3 separate regions of the Mus musculus genome follow, and all the other regions are linked to region 1. The links are chromatin contacts, called in public HiChIP or PLAC-seq maps. All regions are on one chromosome and are shown on one strand. The core of a region is the stretch at or near the end of the contact, and the rest is flanking DNA. Distances in the headings are between cores, read along the strand shown.

Region 1 (3,213 bases), core at 501-3,000:
AAGAGGAGGAGCTCACAGGCCAGCTAGCCTAACTCACTCAGGGAAGCTCCAAGCCAAAAAGAGAGCCCATCTCAAATAAAGGTGCCCTAGGAAATGTTATGGAGTATCTAACCGGAGAAGACCTCTCGGACATGGGTTTAAGCCAATGGAAAGTCTTTGTTAGCTCGGTGTTCAAGATCCCAGTGTAGCCCTGTGCCTTTCTCAGGGTGAGTTTTTAAGCACAAAAACTATATCCTGGGTTGACATACTTCAGTTAGCAGAAACAGCCAGAAGCAAAAGTTTATAAGCCAAAAATCAAGGTTGTGCATTCAGAGACACTTTTCCAGAACTATGGACTTTGATGAATTAGGTCTTTATTTTTGTTTTGGCAGGTGATGCTATCTATGTGCTGAGTTTTACGGTCTGAATGGAGCTTCTACTATGGAGTCAGTTGTTCTAAGGTGTAGGGTCTTGTTATAGAATGACACCTAAGACTGTCCTTTGACTTCTACGTGCATGTATACATGTACTCCCACATCAGAATCTCCCCACAAAGACACAAACATAGGCATGTGAACACATATCCAGCACACACAGACACAAACACACCCCTAGAATATATATACACATACATATATACAGCACACACACCCAGGACATATACACATACATACATACACACATACACACATACACACATACACACATACTCACACCCAGGATAAATACCACATACATCCAGCAAAACATATACATACATACACATACACACACAATCCAGAAACACACACATATCCAACAAAACACACACTCACAAACACATATACAGACACACACACACAGCATACAAATGATATATCTATTATGAGTTAGAAGTGTTATCAGGAAGATGGAAATGCTGAAGGAGGACTCTGGAGTAGAGCACGGTGCATGGTTAATGTTAGGCAAATTTAAGTTCTTGTTGGATTTTTTTTTTTTTTTTTTTGCCTGTTTTTACCATGGATTGGCCTCTCATTGGGTGTGAGAGCCACAGTGTGGCAAGGGTGAGGCATCAAATATCACTAAAGCACAGGGAGGAGATCACCTCTTCCCAACCATCTTTAGCCCTTCTGATTCCATCAGGATGAAGAAATCTGCCCACTGCTGGGCTGAGTTTAACCTTTTCTTCTATGCTTGCTCATCTTTCTGTAACAGAAGGCCTTGAGCTTACAGATAGATAACTTTCCATCTGGAAAATTTGATGACATCTTTGCTAGTGAATTTGTTACTTCTGGCAAATGATGTTGTATATTTAAAATAAACATTTCTTTAAAAATGAATCTATGGTACAAAAGAAGTGAGCTGAAGGATTTTTCTGTAAGTCATCATGATGGCTATTCCTGGTTGTTAACTTGGCTACATCTGGAATTAACTATAAACCCAAGTCACTGGGCGTACCTGTGAGGGAAGTTTAGTTAACTAGATCACTTGAGGTAGGAAGATCCACCTTAAATCTGCATCATTTGAAGTGAAAAGGGTCTCCCTACATTTGGACACCTCCTTGTGTCAGCCTTTATAAAAGGAAGAAACATCTCTCTGCCTGCTTGCTCTCGCTGGCAAGTCCATTCCTTCACTGGCGTTAGAGTCTACTTCTTTGGGTTTCTTACATATACTAAAGGCCAGCTGAGACACCCAGCCTTGTGGCCTGAACAACTGCTGGATTCTGTGGCTTTCTGTAGGGTTTCTCTTTCTGTCTGACAGTTGGAATCAAAAGGTTTCACAGCCACCAGGAAGTTATATGTAAATTTAGGGGCATGGCTTATTTTTGCACAGTCCAGGTGCTCCATATCCCATACTGTACGGAATGCAGAGTTCTGTCTAAACAGAAAGCTAGGATGAAAAACTCAGTAGTCACAGAGATTAGACGTTATGTAGCTAAGTGAGGTGTGGGCCAGGACTCAGGAAAGCTCGAGGAACTTCCAGGATGCTGTGCTTGGAGAGAGTGGGGTTTTCTGGGAAGAGAGGACATGGTATGCGAGAGATGCTGGCTGCCAAGAGTTTGACTTCATTAGTGCCTGGTAGTCAAGAGTAGGTGTTCTCTAAAGAGCTGGGCCTGGTGTGGATGGAGCTGGGGACGCTGGAGTCAGCTGGGACCAACCTAAGAGACTAAAGCAGCAACAGGAATGAGAGCTGCTGGGCGGATCTCTGGGGTAGATTCTAGAGGCTTATCTGGTGTTTGGTATGTTCTCTGTGCAACAGGCCAAAAGGGCCACCAGGGCTATTAAGTGACCAGTCAAAGCACATGTAGACATTGAAGATGGATGGAAAGTGCAAGATAGAGGCCACACAGAAAATGTAACCATGTGCTCGTGTTCAACCGTGGCTTTTAGCTCACTCCTCTGCTTGTGTCCGCTGACTCCAAACACACCCATAGCCACTCGTTCTTCCTTCTGACCTGACCCTGGCAACCATGAAGCTTTTCCCTCTGTCTACAGATTTGCTCATCACGGACTTTTCATGTAAGCAGAGCTGTATAATATGTGAACCTTCATTACTGGCTTTTTTGTTGTTGTTCAGCCTTATACCCACGTCTCACCCATTCTTTTTCATTGCTGAGTATTCTTCCACCATGTGTTTCCATCATACATGGTTAGCTTATAGCTGCTTGAGTTGTCCTTACCCCAGCTGATGTGAACAGTGCAGCTACAAACATCTGTGCCAAGTTTTTGTACAGATGAGCTTTAAAGTTCTCTTGAGGTGTTATCTAGAGTGGAAGGGCTGGCTCAAAAGAAACTCTGTTTAAATTTTTAAAGACTTAGTTTTTGTTTGTTTGCTTGTTTTTGTTTTTTTTAAAGTGTGTGTGTGTGTGTGTGTGTGCACATATGTGCATGTGCAGTGCCCATGGAAGCCAGAAGAGGTCATCTGAGCCCCCAGAGATGGAGTTATAGTTGGTTTTGAGCCACCCCCTGTGGATTCTGGAAACTGAACTCAGGTCCTTTGCAAGATCAATGAGTAGCCTCTCAGAGGCCAAGCCATCTCCCCAGGTACTTATTGTAGGATCTGAAGACTGAAAAACAGAACAAAACAAAAGCCCCCTCCACCCCTAACCCAGCCCATATTCTGAACCTGACCTTTATCAGATATATGATTTGTAAACATTTTCCTATTCTTTAGGTTATCATTTTGCTTCCATTACAGAGAGAAAAAAATCTTCTCCCCCCTCTTTATCCTCATTCTCTCTCCGTCCCCCACCTC
Region 2 (3,206 bases), core at 363-2,862, 76 kb after region 1:
TGTGGGGGGGGGGCTCTTAAAGAGCCTACAGGTGTGTCTTTTTTAACCAGGTAAAGGCCAGGCAGAGATCTATCCTCACCATCCCTGCGCAGCATCCTGAAAGAGATGCTAGCAAGCACAATAAGGCAAGAAAGGGAATGAAACACAAAGGAATGAGGCACACACTGTCAGTATTTACAAGAGGCATGGTTATGTCTTAGTCCATGAAGGCTGCAAGAGCAGGCTGTCAGAGGTGCCTTAGAGAGAACTGAAAGGTAGTCCTCACCCTAAGTCCAGAATTGGGTACCATCTGATGGTGTCTGGGGAGATTCCTATTTCAGTCCATAGATGGCTGTCCTTTCATGTGTCCTCACGTGATTAAAGGGGCAGGTAGAACTATGAGGTAGTAGTTGTTGTTGTTGGGCTTTGTTGTTGTTGTTTTAAAGGAAGGGGAACATTGGACTGGTCAGTTTCATATCACTATGACCACATCTCTGACAGAACAACTTCAGGAAGGAAAGGCTCATTTTGTCTCATGATTTCAGAGGTGCTTCAGTCTACCATGGGGGAGGTAGGGCAGAGCACTCCATACTCAGCAGCAGGAGCATGAGGTGGCAGATTGCTCCCATGGCAACCCCCCTCCCATCCCCTCACCTCACAGCTATTTTCCTATACCTGTAACACTCTGCTAAAGGTGGGGGGCGGGAGCAAGTGCATGCACTGCCGCCTTCAATGAAGTATTTAGCCTCTTTGTGCTGTTGACCATTCCCCTGCCTGTCTGTCCTTATCTCTCTGAACTCCCAAACCCTAGAAAAACTGTGAAGGCTAACATTTTAAGAGTGTTAGCTCCATCTTAGACATTACATTAGGAAAATAACCCTTTAAGACAATTGAACACCTCCTCATGCTGCCTTGCATTTGTATCAGGGCCCTTAACAGATGTCCCCCTCTTCTAGTTGCTGTGAGAGGAAAAGGACTTTCTGTCTTTGCTGATGAGATACTAAGTAATGAACAAATTATTATTAGTGAATAGAACTGTAGGAAGGAATATACTTTTAAAGCTATCAACACCGCGGTTGCCCGGCCATCAAATTGCTGCACATTTGACAGCCTGGGCAGACACTGCAAACTACCAATACAGAAGCACCAGCTAATTACACAAGATGAGACTCTTGGAAAAGGCAAAATCATCAGCTCAACCATGTGAGAACACTGAGAATCATCTCTAAAGTGCCTCTGCAGTTTGTCTAGCTGGTGGTGGCGCGGGCCGAAGAGTCCGTCATTCTAACAGCTGCACAGTCCTGTTACCCACTGCTTGGATTTGCAATGCGGATCTATTGTGTAGACCTATGGAGGCCCTTCTTACGCAGTGTTATGGCTGCTCCTGTATTTCCCATCAAGAAAGAGGACACATTATCTCAGGTTCAAAGAATCCGAATTAAGAAATGGAAACAGAGGAACTTAAATTGTAAGACAGGGAATGTATAGTGTCACATGCAATTATAGGGAAAACAAAAATAATAGATAATGTCTGATAAATATCTTCCCAGTGGACAAGGGATACTCCACTGTGTTTGGGGTTTGAGGAATGAAAGTGCAGCAGAGGTGTGTTACCCTGTGTGGGGACAAAGACAGTGTGGGGGTTGGGCAGTAGAGCAGGAGTGTGTGTGTCACCCTGCTCAGGAGATGATGCTAGCTGATAAAGGAGTTCATGGCTTCTACAACCACCAAGCAGCACCTTGGAGAGGACCAGGAAGAGCTGATTGAGGTTGGAGGGACTTCCCTGAAGGGCATGGTTGTGAGACTTCTTTCTGGTGCTAATTCTGGAGGTCGGGCTGAAGATTCCAGCTATGGTAGCTGGAGAGATGAGGAAGGGAGGTGATGGATAAGATAAGGTGGACACTGGCTAGAGAACAGAGTATTAACTAAGGGCAGAGATGGGGAACTGTGCTGGTGGACAGCCAGTTGATGTAGAAGATGGACTTGAACTCAGGCTAAAGGTGGTGGGGGAATGGATCAACATGGAATGAGATGTGGAAACCAGAGATCAGTTCTCAAACAGAGGCCAAAGTTGTAGGAAAAATAGTCACTAAGCTGCAAGAGGCAGAGAACCTGTAGCTCACTTCCTCTTCCACAGATCTTTTCTTCATTTGTTGGTGTCTTAGTGTTCTGTTGCTGTGAAGAGACACCATGACCAAGACACCTCTTATAAAAGAAAGCATTTCACTGGGGCTGGCTTACAGTTTCAGAGGTTTAGTCCGTTATCATCATGGCAGGAAGCATGGTGGTGTGCAAGCAGACATTGTGCCGGAAAAGTAGCTAAGAGCTATCCATCTGGATCCACAGGCAGCAGGGAGAGAGACACTGGGCCTGGCCTGGGCTTCTGAACCCTCAAAGTGTACCCCTAGTGATACCCTTCCTCTAATACCACATCTCCTAATCTTTTAAAATAATGCTAGCCCCTGTTGACTAAGCATTGATATATATAATATATTTAAGTATATATGAGCTTATGGGGACTATTCTTATTTAAACCACCACAATTGGGCTCTACCTGTCAAGGACCTGTAGGTGTCGTTAGGAGTAGAGCATTTGCCAGGTATATGCAAGGCCCTAGGTTCAACTCCAACCTCTAGCACCAAAAATAAATGCTAAATCTTTATAAAAATAAGCCTGTGACATGCCAGGCTACAGTGCTGAAGAAAAAGCTGAGAGGATCTTGGGGAAGTTATATTGGTAAGTAGGGTGACTTACCAGTGCTACACCAGCTAGAAATGGCCACAGACAAGACGGGAAAAGTGAGATGACCTTCAAGCTGGGTCTTGAAGAATCTGAAAGGTGAAAGGTCAGGGGGTGGGACAGAAAGAAACTTCCAGATGGAAAGTGATAGCCAGTTTGGGGGGTTGCTTTTTTCTTTCCACAGCCATCGCTGTGAGCCTCTCTGCTCATAGTCTCTCAGTACGGCATGTTTTATTTTAAATCTTAATACTTCTGCTTACAATATGTGGTTCTTAAGCTCTTCAGAGAATAGACAGCTACATGGCAGGATGCCTCTGAGCCGGAGGCTGTGTGCCTGCCTGGGGTCTTTGTTCTTTGCTGTGTGAGTCCAAAGGTAGCCTCAGCAACATCACATAACCCAATCCTTGTGAAGTCAAGAGACTGTGATGGCAAAGAAGCTGAGGGGGTCAACTGAATATCAGGACACAGCCCAGACTCATGATGCTGCA
Region 3 (3,294 bases), core at 111-2,610, 110 kb after region 1:
AGGGTCAGAGGCAGCAGGGCTGCTATACATCTGAGTGCTCATTTGAAAAAAACAAACCACTGAACAAACAAAAGGAGACAGACCGCTTGCAGAATTCAAGTTCACAATATCTAAAGGGCAAAATTATACAGAACCCAAAATAGCATATGCCTGACATCTAAAAATTCTGTCTTTAGAAGTGCAGCTTGGCTCTCTCTGCTGCTTAAATGAAGTTCCCAATTTGGCTAAGTGTATGCAGTCATTGCACAATGGGGGTTCCAGAGCTTTCTGCTCCTTTCCTGTCACTTGTCCACCTGTCTATGGGAGAGGAGAGAACGGTTGGCGTGGGGAGGGCTCCTGTCATCTGGGTCACCTATAGCTACACGGAAAAGGCCAGATTGAGACAGCGCTTGACTTTCACCCTGCCAGCATTCAAGGGGCTGGTGGGCTAGCTAGGCAGTTGGCTCAGAGAGGTCATGTGACTTACTCAGGGTGGCCGGGCCTTTGGAGCAGGGTTTGAGCCAGAGACTACTTGGTTTGGAACTGACATCCTTTTTCTGATGTCACCTTTCTCTGCACTGCTTGAAGGAGCCTCACTAGGGCCCGATAGATTTAAAAAATGCCTTTCAGCCGGATCCACATACAAAAGCATGATTTCCAGCCAAGCCAATTTAGTAAATTGATTTGTAAACTCCTGTGTGTTCCCAGAGTGCTCTGAAGGACCCTTGAGATGCAGCTTTTGCTGGGAAAATGCAAAGACTCCTCCAGCTCTCCCCTACCCCCCTTCGATTTTAGTAGCAAATAATGCAGACAGCACTGGCTACATCTGCCTGCCTGTCAGTTACCCAGAGCAACAGTGGTACTTTTTACCTGTCCAAACTCCTCCTTCAGCCTTGGAGGTCTCAATACATTATGCCAAAACAGTGTCACCAACTGTAACTTCATCAAGTGACTGAAGAGTCCAATGTGCTGAGCGGAATGCCTGCATGGCAGCTTTATGGTTTGATCCAGTCTGCTGGTGACTGCGGAGCTGCAGTTAGCATTTAGATCGGCTTTGAGGGATCGAGGCCACACCGGTGTGAGAAAATACAGAGGTGTGTTGTGCCCAGCAATCAGAGACGGCTCCTTAAACGAAGTCCCTGGCATTCAGTCTCAGCAAGTTATTTTAAACTCAAGCTATTTTTTATTCTGCTTTTTGTTGTCTGTCAGTAACTATCTTTTCCCCAGGTCTTCTCCCGCTCCCTTCGTGGACTGGGCTGATGTTATGGGGAGGCCACAGCCTCAGGTCCCTGTTGCCCCTCAGGCTTGCTGCTAATGCTCACTCACAGGTTAGAGGCAGCTGACACTCTGCAAAAGTGAAAGCGAACATTTCGCAGTTACGCAATGCCTTTGTCTGTGCTGTCTGAGAGCGCCCTGTGGCCACCCTCCCTCTAATCTGCACAGTGTCCTGTGAAGTGGGCAGAGAAACAGAAGCATCTGGAGATGAAAGACTCAGCCAAGCTCCGAGCCTACTTTCTCCCTTCTGAGAACAACTTTGGCCAGATCTCCATGCCTGTCTCAGGAAGGTTTTTCTCCGCTCCCAATATCTTAATGAAAGTGACAGCTGGTGGCTGTGGGCCACTCTGTTCAGCAGAGCATTAGGCTATAGCCCCCAGGTCAGGGGAGTGTTGTCAGCTCAGAACAGCTACTCCTACTCTGGAAAATTCTCCACAGGCAAGAGGATCTATCAGAGGAAAAAAAAAAAAAGCTTACTAATGGAGAAGGCTGTGTGGTAAAGGAAGGACAAGAGATGCTGGTCATAACTAGAGTTGAAAGAGGAGTTATTTGACACTTTAGGGCTAGAGAGATGACTAGTGTTAAGAGCACAGTCCTCTTGCAGAGACCTGAGTTTGGTTCCCAGCACTCACGTTGGGTAGTTCACAAGCACTTGTAATTGCAGCCCAGGGAGATCTGATGCCCCCTGCTGGCTTCCTCATGTGCCTGCACTCATGCACACAGAGACTCACAAACAGGCACATATCCATACCCAGAATTTTTTTAAAGAACCTTTAAGATTTTAAAGTACAGTCTTTGAGCATCTATTTGCCACCCAAACCGTTACTTCCAAATCTGAAAGCTTGTCCTTGACAACAATGTCTAACTGCACATTGGTGTACACATGTAATGGCATGTAATATAGGGGCGTGAGATAGGAGGGTCACAAGTCCTATGCCAACCTGGGCTGTATAGTGAGAGAATGAGACTCTCATCTCAATTAAACTTTCCTTTTAAAGAAAAGGACTAGAACTTTAATGTTGATTGTTAGAAAGGGACAGCAGCTGCTGTCCCCTATTGTCTCTTAGGTTTCTAATGGCCTCATGGTAGATTTTTTGAGACAACCAGCTTCTGAGAGACCTATGATCTGTGTCAGGTTGTCTTGGGGGCCCTTCAACAAGGAGAACACATGCCAGTGTATCCTAAGACATCAGGGGACACGCTGATACCCTTGCCACCTGCTGACCTTGCCACCAGGGCCAGACCTCTGCAGGCCTTTCCCAAAGTAATATACAGAAAAACTGGTCACAGACGCATGGGGACCAGCAGCTGTCAGAGGCCTGATAATGTGCTCCACTCCTGGGGACACCTTTGTCACTTTGGAAGAATGAGTTCAGTGTCTCTATGAGGAACCCATCACGAGAACAGCACTCCCCTCCCCACCTGGAATTGTGACTTTTTTTTTCTTTAAACAGTCCTGGTTATTTGTTGGCCAGCTGAGAAAACAGACTTAGAAACAGCAGGCAATATGTCAGGCTTCAAAGGAAAATGTATTGGTGTCTCGCTGGCTTGCAGCCAACATTATGTTGGTAAATAATCAAATCCCGGTGCGGCGGGTTTCTCCCTGAACCTTGACTGAAAACTATTGAAGCTGGGTCTGGGAGGAGAAGAGTGGCAGCCACGCATTCCAGGGGAAAGGCTGAGGAGAATGACTGGGAATGCTTGTAATTAAGCAGGCCTTCTATGCCCACAAGACTGATGGGACAGCAAGCTAAGAACTGGAGCGAGCTTCCAAGATGAGGAAGCACTGGGTAATTAGATAGCACCTCTCCCTAGCTCAGTGGTCCTCACCCTTCCTAATGCTGTGACCCTTTAATACAGTTCCTCATGGTGTGGTGACCTCCAACCATAACACTATTTCATTGCTATTTCATAACTATAGTTTTGCTGTTATAAGCTGTAACGTGAATATTTGATTTGTAGGATATCTGATACATAACCCCTGTGGAAGAGTCATTTGACTCTTTCCCCTTAAGGGGATCATGACCCATAGGTTAAGAA

What was found. HiChIP or PLAC-seq counts read pairs in DNA pulled down with a chosen protein or histone mark.
Region 2: a contact with region 1 is called in an H3K4me3 HiChIP or PLAC-seq map of the SCID.adh cell line, with 9 read pairs. The contact joins two enhancer-like sites. A contact is called at or near these places in 3 of 484 Hi-C or Micro-C datasets (3T3-L1-derived adipocytes, Sertoli cells and extraembryonic endoderm stem cells), 7 of 115 datasets of contacts at active chromatin or transcription factors (CD8 T cells, the SCID.adh cell line, bone marrow-derived macrophages and 4 more) and 2 of 9 other capture datasets (adipose tissue and liver).
Region 3: an H3K4me3 HiChIP or PLAC-seq map of the SCID.adh cell line shows a contact between it and region 1, with 8 read pairs. The contact joins two enhancer-like sites. A contact is called at or near these places in 1 of 15 datasets of contacts at CTCF or cohesin (CD8 T cells), 11 of 484 Hi-C or Micro-C datasets (the HL-1 cell line, the N1E-115 cell line, bone marrow-derived macrophages and 7 more), 6 of 115 datasets of contacts at active chromatin or transcription factors (CD8 T cells, the SCID.adh cell line, bone marrow-derived macrophages and 3 more) and 3 of 9 other capture datasets (adipose tissue, macrophages and pancreatic islet).

Annotation. Positions count from the first base shown.
Region 1 is chr14:64,422,253-64,425,465 of GRCm38.p6, reverse strand. The region is part of intron 1 of Msra (methionine sulfoxide reductase A); the gene reads left to right. Among named protein-coding and RNA genes, the nearest start is that of Msra, 17 kb to the left of the region's middle. Within about 2 kb of position 1,750, at least 26 of the 459 cell types and tissues checked have an H3K27ac peak or open chromatin away from gene starts, as enhancers often do. A contact at or near this core is called in the SCID.adh cell line, where this site is marked.
Region 2 is chr14:64,345,982-64,349,187 of GRCm38.p6, reverse strand. All of the region lies in intron 1 of Msra (methionine sulfoxide reductase A), which reads left to right. Among named protein-coding and RNA genes, the nearest start is that of Gm52131, 34 kb to the right of the region's middle. Within about 2 kb of position 1,612, at least 9 of the 459 cell types and tissues checked have an H3K27ac peak or open chromatin away from gene starts, as enhancers often do. A contact at or near this core is called in the SCID.adh cell line, where this site is marked.
Region 3 is chr14:64,308,152-64,311,445 of GRCm38.p6, reverse strand. The region is part of intron 2 of Msra (methionine sulfoxide reductase A); the gene reads left to right. Gm52131 (a long non-coding RNA gene) reads left to right here. Exons shown (of 2, transcript XR_003951179.1): 1 at 1-3,044. Among named protein-coding and RNA genes, the nearest start is that of Gm52131, 3.9 kb to the left of the region's middle. Within about 2 kb of position 1,360, at least 89 of the 459 cell types and tissues checked have an H3K27ac peak or open chromatin away from gene starts, as enhancers often do. A contact at or near this core is called in the SCID.adh cell line, where this site is marked.